Regions from separate parts of the Sus scrofa genome. Here region 2 is linked to region 1. The links are chromatin contacts, called in public Hi-C maps. All regions are on one chromosome and are shown on one strand. The core of a region is the stretch at or near the end of the contact, and the rest is flanking DNA. Distances in the headings are between cores, read along the strand shown.

What was found. Hi-C and Micro-C count contacts between places; a contact is called where the count stands out from the background.
Region 2: a contact with region 1 is called in a Hi-C map of fetal skeletal muscle, with 2.3 times the contacts expected there. The contact joins the promoter of TLR6 here to the enhancer-like site in region 1. A contact is called at or near these places in 2 of 5 promoter capture datasets (fetal liver and liver), 27 of 47 Hi-C or Micro-C datasets (alveolar macrophages, blood, brain and 13 more) and 2 of 2 datasets of contacts at active chromatin or transcription factors (alveolar macrophages and skeletal muscle).

What each region holds. Positions count from the first base shown.
Region 1 is chr8:30,103,974-30,111,871 of Sscrofa11.1, reverse strand. No RefSeq gene overlaps it. Among named protein-coding and RNA genes, the nearest start is that of TLR10, 27 kb to the left of the region's middle. Within about 2 kb of position 4,456, at least 33 of the 83 cell types and tissues checked have an H3K27ac peak or open chromatin away from gene starts, as enhancers often do. A contact at or near this core is called in brain, embryonic fibroblasts, epiblast stem cells and 4 more, where this site is marked.
Region 2 is chr8:30,177,342-30,185,239 of Sscrofa11.1, reverse strand. TLR6 (toll like receptor 6) reads left to right here and starts at 4,590. Exons shown (of 2, transcript NM_213760.2): 1 at 4,590-4,647.

The DNA of each region.
Region 1 (7,898 bases), core at 3,207-5,706:
CCAATTTCACTGATGAACATCGATGCAAAAATCCTCAACAAAATACTAGCAAACCGTATCCAACAATACATTCAAAGGATTGTACATCATGATCAAGTGGGATTTATCCCAGGGATGCAAGGGTTCTTCAATATCCGCAAATCCATCAGTGTGATACACCACATTAACAAACTGAAGAATAAAAACCATATGATCCTCTCAGTAGATGCGGAAAAAGCCTTTGACAAAATCCAACACCCATTTCTGATAAAAACCCTTCAGAAAGTGGGCATAATGGGAACCCACCTCAACATGATAAAGGCCATATATGACAAACCCACAGCAAACATCATTCTCAATGATGAAAATCTGAAAGAATTCCCACTGAGATCAGGAACAAGACAAGGATGTCCGCTCTGCCACTACTCTTCAACATAGTTCTGGCAGTCCTAGCCACAGCAATCAGAGAAGTAAAAGAAATAAAAGGAATCCAAATTGGAAAGGAAGAAGTAAAACTATTCCTATTTGCAGATGACATGATACTACACCTAGAGAATCCTAAAGACTCTACCAGAAAACTGTTAGAGCTCATCCGTGAATTTGGCAAAGTCGCAGGATACAAAATCAATACACAGAAATTGACAGCATTTCTATACACTAACAATGAAAGAGCAGAAAAAGAAATTAGGGAAGCAGTCCCATTTACCATCACATCCAAAAGAATAAAATACCTAGGAGTAAACCTACCTAAAGAAACAAAAGACCTGTACTCTGAAAACTACAAGCCACTGATGAAAGAAATCAAAGAGGACACAAATAGATGGAAAGATACACCATGCTCGTGGATTGGAAGAGTTAATATTATCAAAATGACTATACTACCTAAGGCAATCTACAGATTCAATGCAATCCCTGTCAAATGACCAAGGACATTTTTCACAGAACTCGAACAAAATATGTTAAAGTTTGTTTGGAAGCACAAAAGACCCAGAATAGCCAAATACATCCTGAAAAAGAAAATGGAGCTGGAGGAATCAGGCTCCCTGACTTCAGACTATACTACAAAGCAACAGTCATCAAAACTGCATGGTACTGGCACAAAGACAGAACTATAGATCAGTGGAACAGGATAGAAAGCCCAGAATTCAACCCACACACCTACAGCCAACTAATCCATGACAAAGGAGGCAAGAATATACAATGGAGAAAGGACAGCTTGTTCAATAAGTGGTGCTGGGTAAACTGGACAGCCACATGGAAAAGAATGAAATTAGAACGCTCCCTAACACCATACACAAAAATAAACTCCAAATGGATTAAAGACCTAGATATAAGACCAGACACTATCAAACTCTTAGAGGAAAACATAGGCCAAATACTCTCTGACATAAATGACAGCAACATCTCAGATCCACCTATCAGAGTATTGACAATAAAAAGAAAAATAAACAAATGGGACCTACTCAAACTTCAAAGTTTCTGCACAGCAAAGGAAACCCTAAACAAAACAAAAAGACAACCCACAGAATGGGAGAAAATCTTTGCAAGTGAATCCACTGACAAGGGATTAATCTCCAATATGTATAAGCACCTTCTGCAGCTCCATACCAAAAAAACAAACAAGCCTATCAAAAAATGGGCAGAAGATCTAAACAGACAATTCTCCAAAGAAGGCATACAGATGGCCAAAAAACACATGAAAAGATGTTCAACATCACTCATTATTACATAAACGCACATCAAAACCACTATGAGGTACCACCTTACACCAGCCAGAGAATGGCCATCATCCAAAAGTCTACAAACAAGAAGTGCTGGAGAGGGTGTGGAGAAAAAGGAACGCTAGTACACTGTTGGTGGGATTGTAAATTGGTGCAACCACTGTGGAAAACAGTATGGAGATTCCTCAGAAAACTAAACATAGAACTACCATTTGATCCAGCAATCCCACTCCTGGGCATCTATTCAGAGAAAACCACAACTTGCAAAGACACATGTACTCCAATGTTCATTGCAGCACTATTTACAATAGCCAAAACATGGAAACAACCGAAGTGCCCATCGACAGAGAAGTGGATCAAGAAGAAGTGGTACATATACACAATGGAATATTACTCAGCCATTAAAAAGAATGAAATACTGGCATTTTTAGCAACATGGATGGACCTAGAAATTATCATGCTAAGTGAAGTCAGCCACACAATGAGATACCAACATCAAATGCTTTCACTGACATGTGGAATCTGAAAAAAGGACAGACTGAACTTCTTTGCAGAACAGATGTTGACTCATAGACATTGAAAAACTTATGGTCTCCGGAGGAGACAGTTTGGGGGGTGGAGGGATATGCTTGGGCTGTGGGATGGAAATCCTGTGAAATCAGATTGTTATGATCATTAGACAACTACAGATGTGATAAATTCATTTGAGTAATAAAAAAAATTCACATACCATTCACTTCACCATTTTGAAGTTTAAAAAAACAAAAAAACAAAAACCAACCATCCTCAAAATCTCAATGGTTTGTAGCAATAGAATGTTACTTTCCTAACCCACAGGTCTGTTGATGGTCCAGGGTGGTTCTGTTTCAGACTTCAGGTCTGGTTAGGTCTGTTCCCTGTACCTCTCATTTGAAGACAGCAGCTGCTAGTTAGGGAAGGCTCTTCTGGTGATAGCTGGCAAAGCAAAACACACCAGCACATTCGGCATTTCTGGTTGAGCCTCACATAGGTTACTCTGCATTCCATTGGCCTTTGGCCAATGAAAGTCACATGCTCATGCTGTTGTGGACATGCATGGTCTGCCTACTCTACCAGCAGCCACTGCAAAGTCACCATAGAAAGGGTAGCCATGGGTTTATATTATCCCATTATAAGGAGAGCGTGAAGTTGGAACCATTGACTTACCGGGGTTAACCAGAAAAATAATAAAACATTAACAGAAATTAATTTTAATTAATTTTAACGCAATCGAATCTATCTTTTCCGTCATAGTGTGTGCTTTCCAAGTCTTGTTTAAGAAATTCTTCTTTGCTGTATGTTAAGTTTATCTCAAAACTGAAAGAGAAAACAAAAAAGAAATTCTTCTTTGACCCAGGAACATCATTGTCTTCTTAATTTGGTTTTTCACCTCTAAGTCTTTAGTCCAGGATCTGGGTAAGGGATCTAATTTTGAATTTTTGCCAGTGGCTGACCTATTGCCCCAGCATTGTTTTTTGAGTAATTCATCCTATTCCAACTGATCTGTAAAAACACGTTTGCTGCATATCGGGTTTCCATAAATAAGGAAGTGTCTTTCTGGACTCTGTTTTGTTTCACTATTCTGTTCGTCAGCTTTTGGCTGATACTCCACTCTTCAATTATCTGCTCTTTAATTACCACTTAGAATCAGCTTGTCAAGTTCCATATATATATATAGACACACTCTAAAAGTACCCCTCAACATTTTGTTTGGCATTTCTTTGAATAAAAGATTAAAAACATCTTCAAGATAATAAATTTTCCTCTCTGTGAACACAGAATCTCTCTCCACTTATTTGGGTCATCTTGAATTACATTCACTAAAATTTTATAACTTTCTGCTTAAAGTATACCATTACTTGTCAGATTTATTCCCAGATATCTTGTTTTCTGCTATTTTAAATGATATAAAATGCAGTCTTTTTAAAACGGTGTCTTTTAATGATTTGCTGCCATTTATTGACTATAATCGGTTTTTGTATGTTGACCTCAAAGCCAGTGACCTTTATCTTAACAGCTAATTCATTGAATCCTCACTATGGGCCAGCACTGTTCCAAGCATTTTATGTGTATGCACTGCCTTCAATCTCACAACGACGCTGTGAAGGAGCTTTTCGTCTAACTATTTAGAGAGGAGAGAGATGAAGTCCAGAGAAGTGCAGAGAGGTTCAGTAAATTGTTTAAGATCATACGTGCTGGAGCCAGTGCTCCAACTCCTTCACTATCCAAGGCTATAAGCATAACAATATTCATCTCTTAACCTTAAGCTCTTCCATTAGAGCTGATAATTTGCCTGTTTATTCTCTTAAGTTTTCCATGCAAATATCAAGAATAATAAATATTTAAAAAATCAACCAGCAAACATATGGTTAAAGGCCTATTAAAGCAGGTCAAGGGGGGGTGTGTGTGTGTGTGTCTGTGTGTGTGTCTGTGTGTGTGTCTGTGTATATATGTGTGTGTGTCATTGTCTGGGTGTGTGTGTGTGTCTCTGTGTGTGTGTGTCTGTATGTCTGTGTCTGTGTCTGTGTGTGTGTGTGTGTGCTAGGAGGAGGAACTTTATGAAGGGCAGCATTCTCAAAGCGAATGGAATTCCTGGAGCCCATAGATGGCTTGTGTTCTTCCCAAGGAGCAAGGAATTTCTGGCCTTGCAGCATGTCGTCAAGCCAGGCCATCCTCAGAGAAGCCTGCAGGCTCCGGGGAGGCCTGCGTGAGGAAAGAGGCCCAGGGCCAAGCCCAACAGAGAGTGTCAAGTGACAGGCCTGTTCCTTCCCCACCCTCCACCCCCAGATGGGGCTGAATCAAAGGGCCATTCAGGCCCCTCCCTTTGACGGCCCAGGCGCTGGGGCAGTCCCCTGAGGCCGCAGTGCAACAATCCCACGGGCTTCTGCTCCAAACAGGCTTGTGTTAGAAACCACAATATACTTGGCTTCGGTTTTACGCGCATTGCTTTCCTGGTGTTGGGGAAAAAAAAAAAAAAAAAAGAATTAGAAGAATGAAAATGAGCGGTCTTGGGGGATGGGAATTCTTTTTCCAGTCTAGTGAATGAGTTTAATAAGTGGAAAAATAAAACTACTCTCCAGGAAGGGTCTTTGGAAGGGTTACTAGGCCACGGTAATTAAAAGCAAATTAAAAGGCTATATTATTCATGCAGCCTCAACCGCCTCTCTCAGCCCTGAGGGAACTGAGCCTACAGCAGGGCTTCGAGGGAGAGGGAGGGCGGGAGGGGGTGGGACCCAACTCCTCAGCCCTGTGGGCTGGTAACCCTTAAGCAGAGGTAGGGACACCCACCCCTGCGACATCCCGCCCAAATTCATGATTTAGGGAACTGACTGAAAAGCCCCCCAAACCCCACCACACCTCAGACACTTGGTCACACATTTCCAAGGAATGTTTTCTAGTGCTTTGCCTAGTGTTTAAAATTGAAAATAAAAACCAGAGTTCCTGCTGTGGCACAACAGGATCGGCAGCATCTTGGGAGCGCTGGGATGCAGGTTCTATCCCCAGCCTGGATCAGTGGGTTAAGGATCTGGCATTGCTGCAGCTGGAGCTTAGGTCGCGACAGTGGCTTGGATCAGATCCCTGGCCTGGAAACTCCATATGCTGCGGGGCAGCCAAAAAAGAAAAAAAAAAAAAAAAAAACCCCAAACCTACCTTGGATGTGGGTCGTCTTCGTCCAGTCCCTTGAATCTCTCTGAATCTGTTTCCTGTCTGTACAGGGAAGGTGCAAAAACTGGACCAGTTCTTTTCAAACGGTGCTCTCCTGAGTCCTCTCTGGAGCCTGGTGCGGGGAGGGGAAAGGAAGTATGAATGGAACTATTTAGCCCATACCTGATTCTGCCGTCTTTGACCTCAGACCGTTGTCAACACAGTTCTAACACGCCTGATTCTAGGACATCTGCCTCTGTCAGCCACCCCAGGAGGCCCCACAGGTTAGAGCCACTGGCTCTGCACGGTTTGGTCTATAGGGCCACCTTGAAGGAGGTGTGGGAGGTTCCCACCCACACGTCTCTCAAGGAGGCCAAGGAAGATGGACGTGCAGGGGGTGGTGTGAGACCCCAGGCAGCCCTGTGGCCTGGGTTCAGTGGGATCCTGCACATCCACATCTGCATGTTCACAAACTCAGATGAGATTTTGCATATGATCCTGAAACAGTTTCCCTGACAAAACTTTTTTGAACTCCAAAGTTGGGTCATGATGCTTTTCTTTTTTTTTCTTTTTTTTTTTTTTTGTCTTTTCTAGAGCCGCACCCGTGGCATGTGGAGGTTCTCAGGCTAGGGATCGAATCAGAGCTATAGCTGCTGGCCTACACCACAGCCACAGCCATGCCAGATCCGAGCCGTGTCTGCAACCTACACCACAGCTCATGGCAACACCGGATCCTTAACCCACTGAGCAAGGCCTGGGATCGAACCTGAAACCTCATGGTTCCTAGTCGGATTCATTAACCACTGAGCCATGACGGGAATGCCAAGGGTCATGATGCTTTTCCAAAGCACCCTGGTTATTCACGACCCTAGAACTGAAAATGTTCTAGGCTGTTGACCTGTTCTCTTCTATCCTTCCTCTGGTCCTGAGATCAGAAACCGTGGCTTTTTGCTCTAAATCCCTAGGACCTGGCAAAGTCCCTGCCACACAAAGGCGATTGTATTTTCCAAAAATAGCAACAGCAATATTTCCAGTGTTACACGTTCCTCCATAAAGTTTCCACTCCCCATCAGGAGAAAGCTTCTATTTCTCCTCCCCCAAGACCTGGGTTGGGGAAGGTGGACTCTGTGACTGCCTCGATAAATAGAATCCTAGAATCCGGCAGAATGTTTGGCTTCCAAGGCCAGATGATAAAAGGCAGTAAGGCTTCTGTCTGATGCTCTCTCCCTTGGGATATTAACCCTGGAAACCAGCCACCAACTTATGAGGAAGCCTTAACTAAACCATGAGGAAAGCCAGTGGTGCCCCCAGCTGACATCCAGCGTCAACTGCCAGCCAGGGAGATGAGCGGATGAGCCTTCAAGGCCTCCAGCTGCGGCCTCAGACATCACAGTGTGCCTGGTGTGCTGTATCCAAATTCTTGATCCACAGATTCTGTGAGCATAACCAATGTTTTTACTGCACCACTAAGTGTTGGGGATATTTGTCACACATCCATAGTAATTGGAACAGTGGCCAATGATAGGCGCTAAATACATGACTAGATGGTTGGCCATGGGTTCAGTCAGATCCCTGGACCCACCTAGAAGGTGGAAAAGAGACGAGCTGGTTCAGGAAATGGGTGGAAGCGTATCATGTTTCTCTAAAGTCTTAAGGCATAAATATCTGCAAGTATTGACTAAACTACTGTAGAAAAGATTCTTTTAAAAATCAGGGTCCTGGTGTCCCCTTTGTGGCAAAGCAGTAATGAACCTGGCTCGTACCCATGAGGACACAGATTCAATCCCTGGCCCCACTCTATGGGGTAAGGATCCAGCGTTGCTGTGAGCAGTGGTGTAGGTCGCAGACTCAGCTTGGATCTGGCTGGCAGCCACAGCTCTGATTTGACCCCTAGTCTGGGAATTTCCACGTGCCCCAGGTGTGGCCCTAAAAAAAAAAAAAAAAAAAAAAAAAAAAATCAGGGTCCCGTTAAGTCATGAAAAGACACGAGGAGACTTACATGCCTATGACACAAAGAAGCCTATGGATTGCCTGATTCCACCTAATCTGACATTCCGTAAAAAGGGAAAGTGTAGAAACAGTGAAAGTTATCAGTGGTTGCCAGGGGTTCAGGAGGAGGATGTGAAAAAGCAGAGGATGGGGATTTTTAGGGCATCAGAACTTTTGTCCATGGTACACCAGCGGTGGCTATGTTATTATACTTTTGTACAAACCCAGAGAAGGTACCGCACTGAGAAGGAACATTAACGTAAACTCCGGGCTTTGAGTGATAATGATGGGCCAGTGTTGGTTCCTCAGCTGTGACAAGTGTGCCACCATGGTGCTGACGGCGGGGAAGACTGGGCTTGTCTGGAGACAGGGGACACAGGAGACATAGGGGAAATCTCTGTACTTTCCGTTCAATTCCCTTTTCCTCCCACTCAGTTTTGCTGTGGACCTAAAAACTGCTCTGAAAAACAAAGGCTATTTTTTTTTTAAAGGAGGCATTGTTTAAATATGGTTGTTATTTGTTTAAGAGCCTAAGGCTTCCTCCTT
Region 2 (7,898 bases), core at 3,341-5,840, 73 kb before region 1:
TGTTTAATATCTAACTTATCAATTTTATTTATAGTTGCTTGTATTTTATGCAATGGTAATTTTCATATAACTTGTTCAAAGTTGTTAGTAGGCACAAATATTGATTGATTGATTTTCCAGGGAAAGAGAAAGGCAAGGTTTTTTTTTGTTTTTTGTTTTTTAATTTTACGGCTGCGCCCAGGGCATATGGAAGTTCCTGGACCAGGGATTGAATCTGAGCCACAGCTGCAAGCTACATGGCAGTTTTTTATAGAGTTAAAATCATTAAAATAATGTTCTGCATAAAAATAAACTCAAAATGGCTTAAAGACTTAAACATAAGACAAGACACCATAAAATCCTGGAAAAGAACATCATCAAAATATTCTCTGACATCAATCGTACAAACATTTTCTTAGGTCAGTCTCCCAAGGCAATAGAAATAAAAACAAAAATAAACCAATGGGAGCTAATCAAACTTACAAGATGTTGCACAGCCAAGGAAACTGAAAACAAAACAAAACAAAACAAAACAAAACCCAAAAAGACAACCTATGGAATGAGAGAAAATAGTTGCAAATGATGCAACTGACAAAGGATTAATCTCCAAAATATACAAACAACTCATACAACTCAACAGCAAAAAAACAAACAACCCAACTGAGAAATGGGCAGAAGACTATAATAAAAAATAGACATTTCTCCAAAGAAGACATACGGATGGCTAACAGGCTCATAAAAAAGTATTCAACATCACTAACAATTAGAGAAATGCAAATCAAAACTACAATGAGGTACCACTTCACACTGGTCAGAATGACTGTCATTAATAAGTCTACAAATAAATGCTGGAGAGGGTGTGGAGAAAAGGGAACCCTCCTATATGGTTGGTGGGAATGTAAATTGGTACAACTGCTATGGAAAAGAGTATGGAGGTTCCTCAGAAAACTAAATATAGAACTACCATATGACCCAGCAATCCCACACCTGGGCATATATCTGGGCAAAACTTTCATTCAAAAAGATACACGCACCCATATATTCATTGCAGCAATCTTCACAATAGTCAAGATATGGAAACAACCTAAATGTCTATCAACAGATGAATGGATTAAGAAGATGTAGTACATATACAATGGAATACTACTCAGCCATAAAAAAGAACAAAATAATGCCATTTGCTGCAACATGGATAGAACTAGAGATTCTCATACTAAGTGATGTTAAATCAGAAAGAGAAAGACAAATACCATATGATATCACTTATATGTGGAATCTAAAATACGGCACAGATGAACCTATCTACAGAACAGAAACAGGCTCACAGACATGGAGAGCAGACTTGTAGTTGCTGAGGGGGAAAGGGAGGGAGTAGGATGGAATGGGAGTTTGGGGTTTGTAGATGCAAACTATTACATTTAGCATGGATAAGCAATGAAGTCCTGCTGTATAGTACAAGGAACTATATCCAATCACTTATGATAGAACATGGTAGAAGATAATATGAGGAAAAGAATGTGTGTGTGTGTGTGTGTGTGTGTGTGTGTGTGTGTGTGTATATATAACTGGGTCACTTTGCTGTACAGCAGAAATTGACAGAACATTGTAAATCAACTATAGTAAAAATTTTTAGTGTTTTGCTTCTGTTTGTATGGAGATAATGTATTTGCTGGCTTTAGACTATGTTATCTTGTCTACTGTAATGCTATTTTATTTTAAAAAATAAAAGTAGGAGTTCCCATCGTGGCACAGTGGTTAATGAATCCGACTAGGAACGATGAGGTTGCGGGTTCGATCCCTGCCCTTGCTCAGTGGGTTAACGATCCGGCGTTGCCGTGAGCTGTGGTGTAGGTTGCAGACGCGGCTCGGATCCCGCGTTGCTGTGGCTCTGGCGTAGGCCAGCGGCTACAGCTCCGATTCGACCCCTAGCCTGGGAACCTCCATATGCCGCAGGAGCGGCCCAAAGAAATAGCAAAAAGACAAAAATAAATAAATAAATAAGTAATGCATGTATGTAGTAAAAAAATTCAAACAGGACAAAAGAATATAAAATGGTGAGTAAAAATCTCTCTCTTCCTTGGTTCTTTTGCTCAAAGGCAAAGGATTCTTAAGTGTCCCCTCAGAAAAAGATTTTTATGCATATATCACACAAGCCTATAGAGCCTTGTATTAGACCCCTATGGCTGCCATAACAAATACTCCAAAATCAGGTGGCTTAAAACAACCGAAATGTCCTCTCTCCCAGTTAAGGAGGTCCGAAGTTCAAAATCAGGGTGATGGCAGGGGTGCCAGCTTCTGGTGGTTCTGGGTATTCCCTGGCTCATGGCTACAAAAATCCCAGTCTCTCCCTCTGTTTGCAGCTGGCCAGTTCCTTTCTCTCTCTGTGTCCCTCTTCCATAAGTGTCTTATTCCTGACAAGAAGGAACCTTCTGCAGATGTCTGAGAGACCAGATTTTATGCAAATGCTGTCACACTCGCCATACTCTGCCCTTTGCTTTTCTTCATTTAATCAAATATCCTGAAGTCTTGCCACCTCAGTAGAAAACCGGTAAGGCTTGCATAGAATTCCACAATTCCCTGCTAAGATGACTTGTCTTCTGTATCAGTAACTATTCCAGCCACTTTTTATTCATTATCTTCCCTAAAAATCATAAGCACTTCCACTTGATGGATGAATAAACAGAGCTTTTGAGGTTAAGCAACTTGCCCCAGGCCACACAGCCTGGACATGGCCTTGTGAGGGGTTTGCCAAGCATTGCCTGCTTGTTTGTGCCACTGCCATGCTGTCTTCCACATTACCCGATTTTGTGGGTTTTGTCATTTCCTTAAAGACATTTCTCAGAATTATAAGAGCTTCAATAAGAATCGTCCCCTTGTTCCAGAAAACCAGTGTCATCATGCAATGCCCTAATAAACGTTTGTATCCAAATACTCGCATTTTGTCACTGTGTGATGTTACCAAATCTTCAGTGATATGTGTGCGTGCGCCTGCGAGCATGTGTGCGTATTTCTTTTTCTTTTTCTTTTTTAAATTTTATGGCCACACATCTGGCATATGAAGTTCCCATATCCCTCAAATTCAGAGGGATTGACTCTGAGCCACAGCTACGACATACCCAGCAACATTCGCAGACTGGATCCTTTAATCTGCTTCCCGGGGGCCATGGATCAAACCTGTACCTCCGCAGTGATCCAAGCCACTGCAGTCAGATTCTTAACCCACAGCACCACAGCAGGAACTCTTGTGTGCATGTTTCTTAAAGACTTTGGTCCAGTGTTGCCTGAAATTCCCCAAAGCCGTAGCTGATTCCTTTCTGCTCTGCCTGGTTCACAAAGCTGGTTTCCCAGCGTCCCAGACACCAGCCCTCTCTAGCTGACCCTTCTGCTCATTCAGCAGAGACCATCCACTCCTTGCTGACCGCCCCTGACCCCGGATCTTAGAAGGCTTCCCGTTAGGTTTGATGAGTAAGAATGAATAGTAAGAAGCTGGCCTTTCTCTTCCTTCTGAAAGCAGAAGTGATTCTTACCCCTGTGTTGTGAGTCGGACTGCGGAGTTTTACTTTGATTTTTTTAATGATGAGATAATGCCAGACAGTGGAATTAACTGTCGAATGATTATTTCAGATGTTCAGTTCTTTACAGAACCTCAATTAAAGAAAAGTCTTGGAAATAGGGTATCCTGGCCGGATGTGTCTGGTTAACCAGACATTCTCTTTTTGTGTCATTAAACTTGATATTGTTCTAAAATTATTCCAAATGACCTTTAAAAATTGATTTTTAGGAGCTCCCCTCGTGGTGCAGCTGAAGCGAATCCGACAAGAAACCATGAGGTTGTGGGTTCGATCCCTGGCTTTGCTCAGTGGGTTAACGATCCGGTGTTGCCATGAGCTGTGGTGTAGGTCGCAGACATGACTCGGATCCCGCCTTGCTGTGGCTCTGGCTCTGGCCGGTGGTTACAGCTCCGATTCGACCCCTAGCCTGGGACTCTCCATATGCCGCGAGAGCGGCCCTAGAAAAGGCAAAAAGACACACCCCCCCAAAAAATTGATTTTTAATTAGGCTCGTAGGATCTCAGGGTTATTTATTATTCTAGAATTGAGAATGAAAACATCTAAAAATGCCAAAATGTTGGTCAGAACTTGGAGAAATAGGATGCAATTTCCTGAACTATCCCTGAAAGTTGATTATAAAATCAACAACAATAAAAAACCCAGTTCTCGAACGTAAGAGTATTTTATTGTGAAGTATCTAAAATAATGCTCCAAAATTTCTTGATAATAGTATTTTCAATTATTTTGGAAATATTAAATATGGTGATAATAGAAACAAGGCAAAATTGAATAACTTTCCATTATGGTGATAATTTAAGTCAGCCTGCAAAACTCTTACAGATGTATATTATCTTAGAAAAACATTTTTCTTCACACTTTGTCATAAGCTGCATGTTCATATGAATTTAAAAATTTGATTACTGTTTTAGTCTGTAGCCCAGTAAAACCTGCTTCACACGTGACCTTCGAAGGGGCAATTTGTAGGCAGGAGTAATTCTAGTAATGTCCGACAGATGGCACAAAACAGTTTCTATGGTATTGCTTTACTTAAAGTAAGGACTTGCATTTTCTTCTCCTCCGAGGAAAAGTTATTTCCTCTTCTGAGAAAGAAATCTTGGTAAGTGAAAAGGTTTTTGTGGCTTTTTCAAATTCTGGAATCATTACTTCAAATAATCAAGAAAATGCTAACGATTGTGCAGGAAATAGGTAACGTTTCTTTGAAGTTTTTGCAAAATGACTTTCAGGTTTTTTAGTTTTGCTTTTGAATGTTGCAAATGTCCTTTAAATAATACAAGAACGATAAAGATACGGCTATATTGAAAGATATCAAAATAACGAGCTCTTGTCATAGTTAAGGAAAATAACTAAAATGCTTTTTCTTTCCTCTGTTTTTGTCTCTTACATTTTCTCTTTTCACTTTTTCCTAGTTCCTTGTTTTTAGTAACGTTTAGTTTGTGGCGCTAATATGGCACCTATCAAATGTTATGTATTTTTATAGTAGATACGAGTGTTTGATCCTCCCTGTCACATGGTTCTATAATTGTTTATTTGTGTCTGTCACTAATTTACAAGCTTTTGAAAGCAGGAATTATGCCGATGCTATTGATATTTAGGTCCCTAGCTAAGGTCCACTTCAGTGCTGTCACATACTACACCCTGAATAAACATTTATTAACGGAGGAAGTGGCAGAACTGGCCCAGGACTTGCCTTACTCAACTTTCTCACCTAAACTCTAACAAATAAAGCAGTATTTCTCTAGCATATTTGTTGATTTGCTCAGGAATTGCACGGTGTTTTTTCGGTTTTTCCTTTTTCAGGGTTTCAATTTTCATAGATTCTATCCATCATCCTTTTTCCCCCCTTGATATAGAGCCTCCTCTGTCTCCCCCCTCACCGCCCTTTCATTTGATGCATTAAAGGAAAAACAAAACACCTTTTACCTTTTATCTTTTTTCACTTCCTTTTTTTTAAAAAAAGTGAACTCTCTAATCTTCCGCTCTCATTTCCCTTCTTTCTCTCCTTTACAAAGACATTAAAGCATAGTTGATTTACAATGTTGTGTCCATTTCTGCTGTACAGCAGAGTGACCCAGTCATACATATATGTATAGATTTTTTTTCTCCTATCATCTTCAATCATGTTCTGTTGCAAGACGCTGGGTAAGAGTTCCCTGCGCTGTGCAAGTAGGACTTCATTGCTTAAGTAGAGAAGCTCCGGGCTTAAATGTAAACACTAGGAAGCGCCTGAGGGTATAAATGACTGGGGAGGAATATTAATGTTTTGGAGGCAGGGTGATAGAAGGGAGGCTGAACAACTTTCCCACCTAGTGCTAAGTTTCAGTACCCTGAACACACACACCGTCCAGAAACCACTGAGTGGGTTCGCTCTCAGGGATGTCAATTACCTAGTACCACGTGAAAGACGTTCTCTCTCTCTTTATACAAATAACATAAGTGCATTTCTTTAAATATAAAGTATTTTTAGGAGTTCCTGTCATGGCTCAGCAGTAGCGAACCCGACTAGCATCCATAAGGACACAAGTTCCATCCCTGGCCTCGCTCAGTGGGTTAAGGATCCGGCATTGCCATTAACTGTGGTGTAGGTCACAGACGTGGCTCAGATCTGGCCGTTGCTGTGGCCGTGGTGTAGGGTGGCAGCTGCAGGTCCAGTTTGAGCCCTAGCCTGGGAACTTCCATATGCCGTGGGTGTGGCCATAAAAAAACAAACAAATAAATAAATAATAAAATAAAATATTTTACATTAGCTGTATTTTAAGACAAGCCTTTCAACTTATAAACGATGTTAAGAAGTTACAGATTTTGGAAATATACAAAAGTATGAGGAAGGAAATTACATTCGTCAGTGATTTAGAGATCCAGAGATAACCACTAGTTGCATTTTATATATTTCCCCCTATTCTTTTTTCCCCCTAGGCATTGTGTGTATGTCAGGTTTTAATCATATTTTACAAAATTAGAGTCCTACCATACACATGATTTATTTTTTTTGGTGGGGTGGTGACACTTAATTTACTTATTTTTCATTTTTAAAATTTTATGGAAACAATCTTATATTCCATTATTCATATAACATTATTTTTTAAAAAGGCAATAGTTGAGACTGCATGCTACATCATGGTATGGGTGTACCATAACTGATTAAACACTAGTCCTTATCATTTTTTTCCAGTATTTCGTCATTTTATGAGCAGCATCCTCATAGTAATATTTTTATGTGTATTCCTTAATAAGAAAATTCCGATAGGTGGAATTCCTAAAATAAGGGTAAGCATATTTTTAAGGAATTTACAAATGTGAAAAAATTGCCCTTCAGAAAGGTGGTACTAATTTTTCATTCCTGCTGGCAGTAAATGAGTCATTTTAGTTCCACCTATCAACACTGGGTATTATATTTTTGGATTTTCCCAAATTGGTAGGTGAAAATAATCATACCTTTAAAAAATATTTAAGAAACCATTCCCATTTGATTCACTTTATCTTTTTATGCTTAAATATCTGAAATTATAGGCATTCTGACATTTCATTTCTAAATGCTTTAATTCTATATCTCTAAAAAAAGTGCATTTTCCTATAGCCAAATAACATTATCAAAAATTAACATTATTTCCTAATAGAGTCTAATACCTGGTCCATCTTAAAATCCTTTCTCACCGCGTTATTCAAATAACTTTTATAGCAGGTCTGTCTAAATTAAGATCCAATCCAATATCAGAAGTTTCACTTAGATGTTATATCCTGTGTTGCTTTAATATGCATTTTTTTATTTTTATTTTTTGAGATTGGCATTCATATTATTGACTGTTGATTTGGGGAGGTAAATTTTCTGAGCAAATAATGTGCTCTACTTAATTTTATTTTTTTTTTATTTTTTTGAGATTATTTAGGAATAAGTTTTATTTTCTTTTATGTATTTTTCCAGTTTTATTGAAATATAGACATATATTTGTTTAAGGTGTACAAAATGTTTTTTTAAAATGATTTTTATTTTTTCCATTGTTGGTTTATAGATCTACTTAATATTAAATGTTGAAAATTTGAAAAGCACAGGTAACAGCTAAGAGGAAAATAAAACCTCTTTATAGTTTTACCATGTAAAGTTAATTACTGTTAATATCCTGGTATGTATCTTACTAATTTTTCCACATGCATGTGTATGTATTAACTGCTATACATTTTGTAAACTACTTTTTGTCACATATAGTGATCAATTTTCCATGGAATTAGATTTTCATTATTTATAAAGGTCACACAGAAATATTTAATTATATGGAGATACTATAATTTATTTGACAACCTATTTTTGGACAAGCTGATTTCTTTTTTAAAAATAACTTATTTTGTACTGGT